Regions from separate parts of the Cyprinus carpio genome. Here region 2 is linked to region 1. A link is a contact called in public Hi-C data. All regions are on one chromosome and are shown on one strand. Each heading gives the region's core, a stretch centred on a gene start, on an enhancer-like site or on the middle of the called end of the contact. The rest is flanking DNA. Distances are from core to core; before and after follow the strand shown.

Region 1 (3,646 bases), core at 64-2,563:
GAAAACTGGGGAAAAGACATATCAGTCCTCTCCAAAGAAATGTTATTCATCAAGACCCGATTATTATTGATAATTATATACAATAACTTTCAATCATGAGGGGAAATATAAAGGAGGAAAATGGATCAAAGCACATTTTTAAAATGCAGGGGCATGAACATGTTTTTTATGCAAAAAACCCTCAAATAGTGATCCTTTTGCAAGGGACTCATTAATATTGTGATACTAGTATAATATTTATATGACATTGTTCCAAAAAATATATATATATATTTTAATAAAATCATGACTATTGTAACTTAAAGTCAAAGAAGTGATCTTTATTATTTGGTTTTAGGTTAACTTTATTTTAAGGTTTTAGGTTTAACTTAGTGCTGTCAAACGATTAAATGAGATTAATCGCATCCAAAATAAAAGTTTTTGTTTATATAATATATGTGTGTGTACTGTGTATATTTATTATGTATATATAAATACACAAACACACATGTATAAATTTTACCAACATTTATATATATATATATATATATATATATATATATATATATATATATATATATATATATATATTCCTATATAATTTTATTATATATAAATATAAATATGTCATATATAAACAAAACATATTTTTCTTAAATATATACATGCATGTGTGTGTTTATATATACAGTAGCTACATAATAAATATACACAGTACACATACATATATAAACAAAAACTTTTATTTTGGATGCGATTAATCGCGATTAATCGTTTGACAGCACTAGTTTAACTTAAATCAAATAATCAGTGTTAATCTCCTCATTTCCACAGATGCAGAATGAAACTGTAACCACATCAAGTCCGGTGAGTGTTAATTTCTTATGTTTATTTTTCATAGATCCCTTAGTGTCCTTCTGGACCCCAGTTTGAAAACTCTTGCTATAGACTTTTGTCTTTATGCAGCTAATTATATTAAAGGTTCTGCATTTTAGACTAAAAAATAATTAAAAAAAAAAACACTAATGGGGCCCATAATAAAGTTTTTGTATGCTTTCGCTTCTTTTATGGGCATTTTTGTCTCCAAACTATAGCTATGTAACCTTCCATTCTCAGTTACTAGCAAAAAAGGCAAGGCAAAAGATGAATGCACATATGGGGCATCATCTCTAACTCATGCAAAAAGACCACAATAGTTCAGCTCTCAACATCCGGTGCAACCTGACGTCATTATGGTTAGGCGACAAGGACTGCGATGATGATTCTGAGGTTGTATTATCGCGGTGGCGCGTTGGGCGCCGCTGCTGGTTTGGGCTGCACACACACACACAGGCTGTGATTGACACACTGAAGGGGTGGGGACGCAGGGTGGGGTCAGCAGCAGGGAGAGGCGGAGGAGAGACTCACAGCTCGAGCCCAACCCTGAAACACGGCAACAAACACACACTGAAAGACGACCGGGGCGACGGAAAAGAGGGTTTATTTCTCGACGCCGGGGATATGATTTCTGTGATCCGCCGAGGCAACGAGCGCACCTTTCTCCTCTAATACTGAGGTGGGAAAACTGCCATCGAGCTCACTGTTATTCAAATATCACCCCGCCCGATCCGATCGACCCCCTCCACTCCACCCCTTCACCGCCGCTTAGATACCGAGATGCACACGGAGACTCGGAACAAAAAAGTAAGTCCGTTTATCGTTCGCTATCGACTCATTTGGCAACGCAGCCGGTTGCTTTTGACGGCTGTCGCTGTCCGATTTCCATTCTGCAGGACTCTGCCTGAGTTCCTCATCTATGAGCAATCACCCGGTTTCGGTTTGCTCGCCGTTAACCGTAATGAGCCGATAATATGTGAGCTGCTGGGTGATTACTTCACTCGTGCATGCGGCTCTGAGCTCGTGCTTATCCGAAAGCCTCCTAACGATAGCGCTGGTGCATTTGAAATACTTGTGCAACAAACTCGGTGTGTGGCACATCTGTCAGAGCCGTCGCTTATCTGCAGTGCTGTTTTAAAGCGGCGAAGGCAGGAAGGAAGCGCGCCGAATGCAGCTCGCTGGAGAGACACCATCTTATTTGCTTTCTTAAAGGGACAGCAGCCTTGCATTTGCATGGGATGAAGAAAGTCTCTTATGTTGTTGCTGCCCAGTGATGCTGTACGCTGTTGCCTTTTGTCATCATCTTTCAGTTGTTAAGGGATAAATATCAACGTGTTGTCTGCAGTGCATTGTTTAACATGAGACTGCAGCTTGTTAAGGACTGTAGGCTACTGAAAACTGTCATGAACATCCCATGATGCCAAGTAAGGAGAGGGTCACATTTGTAGTGTATTTGAAACTGTTGGTTTTTGCTGCACAGAAGTATGCACTAGAACTTTTAAATGGGTTACACTGATATCGAGAGATAGCTGCATGTGTATATGTATGGTCAGCTTGTCACTGTCACAAAATAAGACCTAAAAGGATGTTCAGTGTGAACCCAGCATATAGCAAAGGGGTCTTCGATCAGAAGGGGTTATTTTGTGATTTGTTTTGTCGGTTGGTTGCATTTCAGAATGATTTACAGAATGAACGGTCAGTTATACGACAACGGCCCAGACAACAGTCATTATTCAGAAACATTTGACAGCAGAATGCAGTGATTGGCCAATCAGAAGAAGTGTGTATTTGGATTTTTTTTTTTTTAAATTAGATGACAGATTATATATATTTGTCATTTTTATATTTAATTATGGATATTGTATACTATCATCACAATATTAGCCAAATAGTTATTAATTGGCAATTAATTGCAAATAATTGGCCTGCCTGATATATTGATCCATTACTACAAAGAAGTAAGAATAATTCTAATTAATTGTTTAATACATTTTCAAAATTGTGTAATATTTAGATGTTTAGCAGATAGACATTAAAATGCCCAAATATCTTGGCATTTTGATCCATCCCTACAAAGAGGCATTTTTAAGATATATACCTTAATCAGGCTAGCTCCATATTTAATTTCTGACAGAAATGAACACAAGGCAGAAAGGGATAGACGTAGAGTGCATTCTAAGGACTGTACTGTTTTCAAACACTATACTGATTGTTTAGCTGATGAAGCATACTACCTCATTTCACCCGCATTAAATTCAATGTGCCATCTAACTTGACTGAGGTCTGTTGCATCTTTTAGTCTACTCTACCTCTGTAGAGCTACCTGTTAGACCTAATTAATGTAATTGTACATTAATACACCTTTAATATGGCATATTCTGCAACTGAACTCATTCTTGGGAGCAGAGTCTCCTGCATGAGTTGTTATTGACGGAGTCAGGGAGGTGAGTGGACTGAGGCATTATCATTGGAGGAGCAGAGAGTGCTCTGGGTGTGCCAGACAGCTGGTAATCATTAACATCTATGGACAAACTTTGATCAAAGTGGTTGAACACTCAGCTATCCACTGTAGGCCTCAGCCTTTGGGTTTTATCAGGGTGACATCGCTTCAGGAGGGTGTTATAGGTTAAGGCATCCATTGGCAGCCTAATCAAGCCAACTAGCTGGGGGGTGATGTAAAGTGCATCTGTTTTTAGGAGTTGAGACAGTTAGGCACTGCCACTGTCCTAGAGCACAGTTATTTTTAGGAGAAGGGTGCAGTCGGCTCTGGGTGTGACTGAGGTTGTGTTTT
Region 2 (4,046 bases), core at 108-2,607, 37 kb after region 1:
AATTTCCAAACAAAATGATTCTTTTATTGGATCAAAACAATACAGTGTGACCAGTATTGTCCAACCGATTGCCAAACTAATGACTCTTTTGCATACAGCTTATAACTTACTGTGTTATATGGTGGGACTTACACTTAAAATAGTATTACTAACATGTTCTTCTTGTTACAACATGGTTAGATTTTGCATATTATGTATTTTACAGAAATGATCTTGTTAGTTAATATATATATATATATATATATATATATATATATATATATATATATATATATATATATATAGTTAACTTGATTTAAAACCAGAAAAAAATAGCTATTTGAAAAAAAAAATGTAAATAAATAAATATAGAATAACTCTTATTTTATGTGAGCTAGATGCAAAGGTAGCATTTCTCATTTTCATTTAGTTGATAACTTAATGTTCTAAAGTAACTAAAACTGAAATTACTAAAAGCTATATAAAAAATTCAAAAGCAGTTTAAAAAACTGATAAAAGACAAAAATACGTGACTTTAAAAATACTTTGAAAAACAGAAAATATAAAAAACTAATTCAAATAATAATAATAATATTAATAGAAATGAAGGATGGCATATTTAAAAAGCTGAAATTCATGTTAATATTTCAGTTGATAATTTATTTTTTTCTTTTTCAGTGCGTATAAAGCCAGGCTCAACCTCTCCAGTCGAGTATCAGTCTGAAAGTGATGCTGAGAGCGGCACAGAGTCTGGATCGGCCTCTTTCAGCACACAAGGGATGGAACCCAGGTGAGAGAGAGTGTGTCTGCATATCCAGATACATCTGTACATGTCATTGTTGGGATATGTATGTGGCAGAGCGTTTGACCTCCTGGTCTAATGGCATCACTGCACCACTCCTCTGGACGATTATGTAACCTTCAGCACACTGGAGGCCCATGGCTCTTTTAGCGTTGATTATAAGCTGGATGCATCCTCTTCTGTTGGGTGTGTGTGAGTGTGTGTTGCTGGGCAGGGTTCTCTCTAAACTGGGTGTAAACAATGTTACATAACTTGCAATGTCGTCACACCTTTGAAAGCTGAAGTAAAATGCAAAGAAGGACAGATAGAAGTGGCAGGGTGATGGGGTAGGATGGAGAACAAGAAGGTCTTTTGCCGGTGTGTGCATAATTGTTCGGACATGCGGTTAGATGATTGCTTGGAGAGAGAAAATTCGATGGAAAGGAGTTGGGAGAAAGAGGGGAAAGGGAGTGAACTGGTTTGCAGCCAGGGAGGGGAAAGGAAGAGACTGAGAAAGAGAAAGAGAGAGGAAGGAAAGGAGGGGAGAGAGACACAGACTGAAAAAAACATTGCAAGGGGAGGGGGGGGATTGGAGCGGGAAGGGAAAGGGAGAGAGATCAGCATTGAACTGGAAACTCTCCAGCTGTATGGAATTTAGAGACACACACATACATGCCTGCTCTTCAGCCCTCCCTGGTGGCCAGTTAGGATGGTTACACCAGGGGTCCTGTCATGGTGCTATATATTACTCATACTTCTGTCCCAGAATCATTTTAAGTAGCGTTTTTACACTGCAAGATTATTATATGTATAGTAATAAGAGGCTCATATTTAATTTAATTGGTTTTATCATTTAAAATCAGTAAGGTTTTTAAAACAGGTGTCAGTTTTGCTATCTGGCATCCTGCACACTAAAATAAATAAATGCCATAGCTTTTTATGTAACATAGTAAAAATAAGTCAAATGTATGATAAGCAATGTGTAATTTAAACTGAATTGCAAATAAAATAATGGTCGTTTCCAAACAGGTTTCTCGGGGCATGGCGATATAACTAAACATTTTAATTTTTTTTATGTGTGTGTGTGTGTGTGTGTGTATGTATATATATATATATATATATATATATATATATATATTTTTTTTTAATATTTGTTGTATTTTTGCATTTGCGCAAAAAATTGTAAAAAGGTAATCTTTTTTTTTACACCCCATGAAATAGAACTGATATCGATATAAATTGGTTGCAAATTATACAGTTTTTTTTTACTGCTAAATCAGCACTCATTAATAATAAAGAAATTAAGACAGTGACTACTTGCTGTATTTTACTTAATGAACACAACATTAACATTTTAAAATTATATGTAGTTCAAGTACCAAAATAGAAAAAACTTTTTTTTTTTTAATTGTAAACAGTTTTTTAAAAATCTTTTTATTGGCATTTGTGCTTTTTTTATTATTGTCAATGACAATGTACCTTAAAATGTTACATAAATGAAAAAAATGTAAGGTCATGTAGGCTAGTAAATGGAACATCCAAGAAAGGTTGATTCATTTGAAAACTTATTGGTATCACTGTGCAGCAACACTTCCAACCTCCAGATTCAAACAGTTTTCGTGTTTGGTGCCATTAGTGGTGCAGAAATGCCACGCTTCACCTTTAAGAGTTTCGCATTACAAGTTTTCATTGTATGCTTTTATTGTAACGTCTAGTTTGATCACTGTAATCCCAAGGATGTTTGCTAGATTAATCAATTTTACTCGTGAAGATGTTTGTACCTGCCTTCACATGCACAAATGCTCCCTTAATCTTTAGATTGTCCGATAGGTTTACGTATGATTTGAACTAGTCGCCACACCCTAATAAATAAAACGTGTTTTGTTCTCAGTATGAATACAGATGTGGACATCCAAGTTGACCCTGACTCACCAGACATGAAGAGAAGGCGTGTACACATGTGCGATTATGACGGCTGCAACAAAGTCTACACCAAGAGCTCGCATCTAAAAGCCCATCGCAGAATACACACAGGTATACCTTTTTCCTTGTATTTGTAAAGTCACGTCAGCTTTATTTACCTTTATTTAGCCAGGAAGTCACATTGAGATTAAAATCTCTTTATATAGTGCTTTAGTACTGTACAATACAGATAGTTTCAAGGCAGCTTTACAGTGATAAACTAGAGAATAGTGATTCAGTGATGAAACAGAATTCAGTTCTGCTGTAAAGAAGCACTAAAAAGATAATAGTAAACAGTCATTATTGAGTTGAAATCTGTTGTTGATCCAGTAAGTTCAGTAACTGTGTAAATTCCATTGTTAATGGAATGAGTTTAATTCATCTATAAAGCACCACTGGAGAAAACAGTGCTGACATCATCCAGCTCAAATTAATGTGAGTAAATATAAAATGTATATGTTGATTGACAGGTGAAAAGCCATACCAGTGCACATGGGAGGGCTGTACCTGGCGCTTTGCCCGCTCGGATGAGCTGACGCGGCACTTTCGCAAGCACACCGGCATCAAACCCTTTCGCTGCACCGACTGCGACCGCAGCTTCTCCCGCTCTGACCACCTGGCACTACACCGAAGGCGCCACGTCATGATGTGAAACTCTTTGTGCCCATCCCTCCCCAGCCCTCACCTCCCTCCCTGCTCCTCAGGAGACACGCACGCCCATCCGGGGGTTCCAAATGCTGTTGACGTCACCTCCCCAGTCTCCAGATGTGAACATGTGTGTTAAATATGGAGATATACGGGGTGGCACGACCATATTGGGGACCCCTACTGGTCAGAACATGGTTGCAGTTTTCTGCCATGCTTCCAGAAGCCACAAACCACCCGTCCACTGGTGACCTCCACCGCCATCTCAATGCCTGATCATTAGCCGTTACTTGAAAGGGACTACAAGAAAGGCAAACTGCACGCAGCACTGCTATAACTATAAAAGAGAATGATGACTGGGGAAGGTACCGCTTATTGTGATGATTGTTTTAAAACAAGTACAGAAAAATATGAGAAAGTAAAGGATTTTATGCAAGATGGTGAGGAGAAGGTAGAATTATGTAATAAATTTGATCATTTTAATGAGATGGGTGGGTTGGAGATGCATCTACAACTGCCTTGTTAAATTCTTACATTTTATCCAAACTTTTTGTTGTGCTAAATTTGTATACACACGCTCTACATGCATTTTAGAGTCTGTATGTTTCTGTGTGGATGAAAATTGGTGTAGTCTGCATTGTAAAGACAGCTGGAGAAGTACTATGCCCTCTTTTAGTAT

What was found. Hi-C and Micro-C count contacts between places; a contact is called where the count stands out from the background.
Region 2: a Hi-C map of skeletal muscle shows a contact between it and region 1, with 4 times the contacts expected there. The contact joins the enhancer-like site here to the promoter of LOC109045386 in region 1. A contact is called at or near these places in 4 of 8 Hi-C or Micro-C datasets (liver and skeletal muscle).

The regions. Positions count from the first base shown.
Region 1 is chrB21:16,211,736-16,215,381 of ASM1834038v1, forward strand. It overlaps LOC109045386 (Krueppel-like factor 8), which reads left to right and starts at 1,314. Exons shown (of 6, transcript XM_042748131.1): 1 at 1,314-1,662. The coding sequence starts at 1,636.
Region 2 is chrB21:16,248,639-16,252,684 of ASM1834038v1, forward strand. LOC109045386 (Krueppel-like factor 8) reads left to right here. Exons shown (of 6, transcript XM_042748131.1): 4 at 658-769; 5 at 2,652-2,794; 6 at 3,193-4,046. The coding sequence ends at 3,374. Among protein-coding and RNA genes, the nearest start is that of LOC109045387, 19 kb to the right of the region's middle. Within about 2 kb of position 1,358, at least 2 of the 8 cell types and tissues checked have an H3K27ac peak or open chromatin away from gene starts, as enhancers often do. A contact at or near this core is called in skeletal muscle, where this site is marked.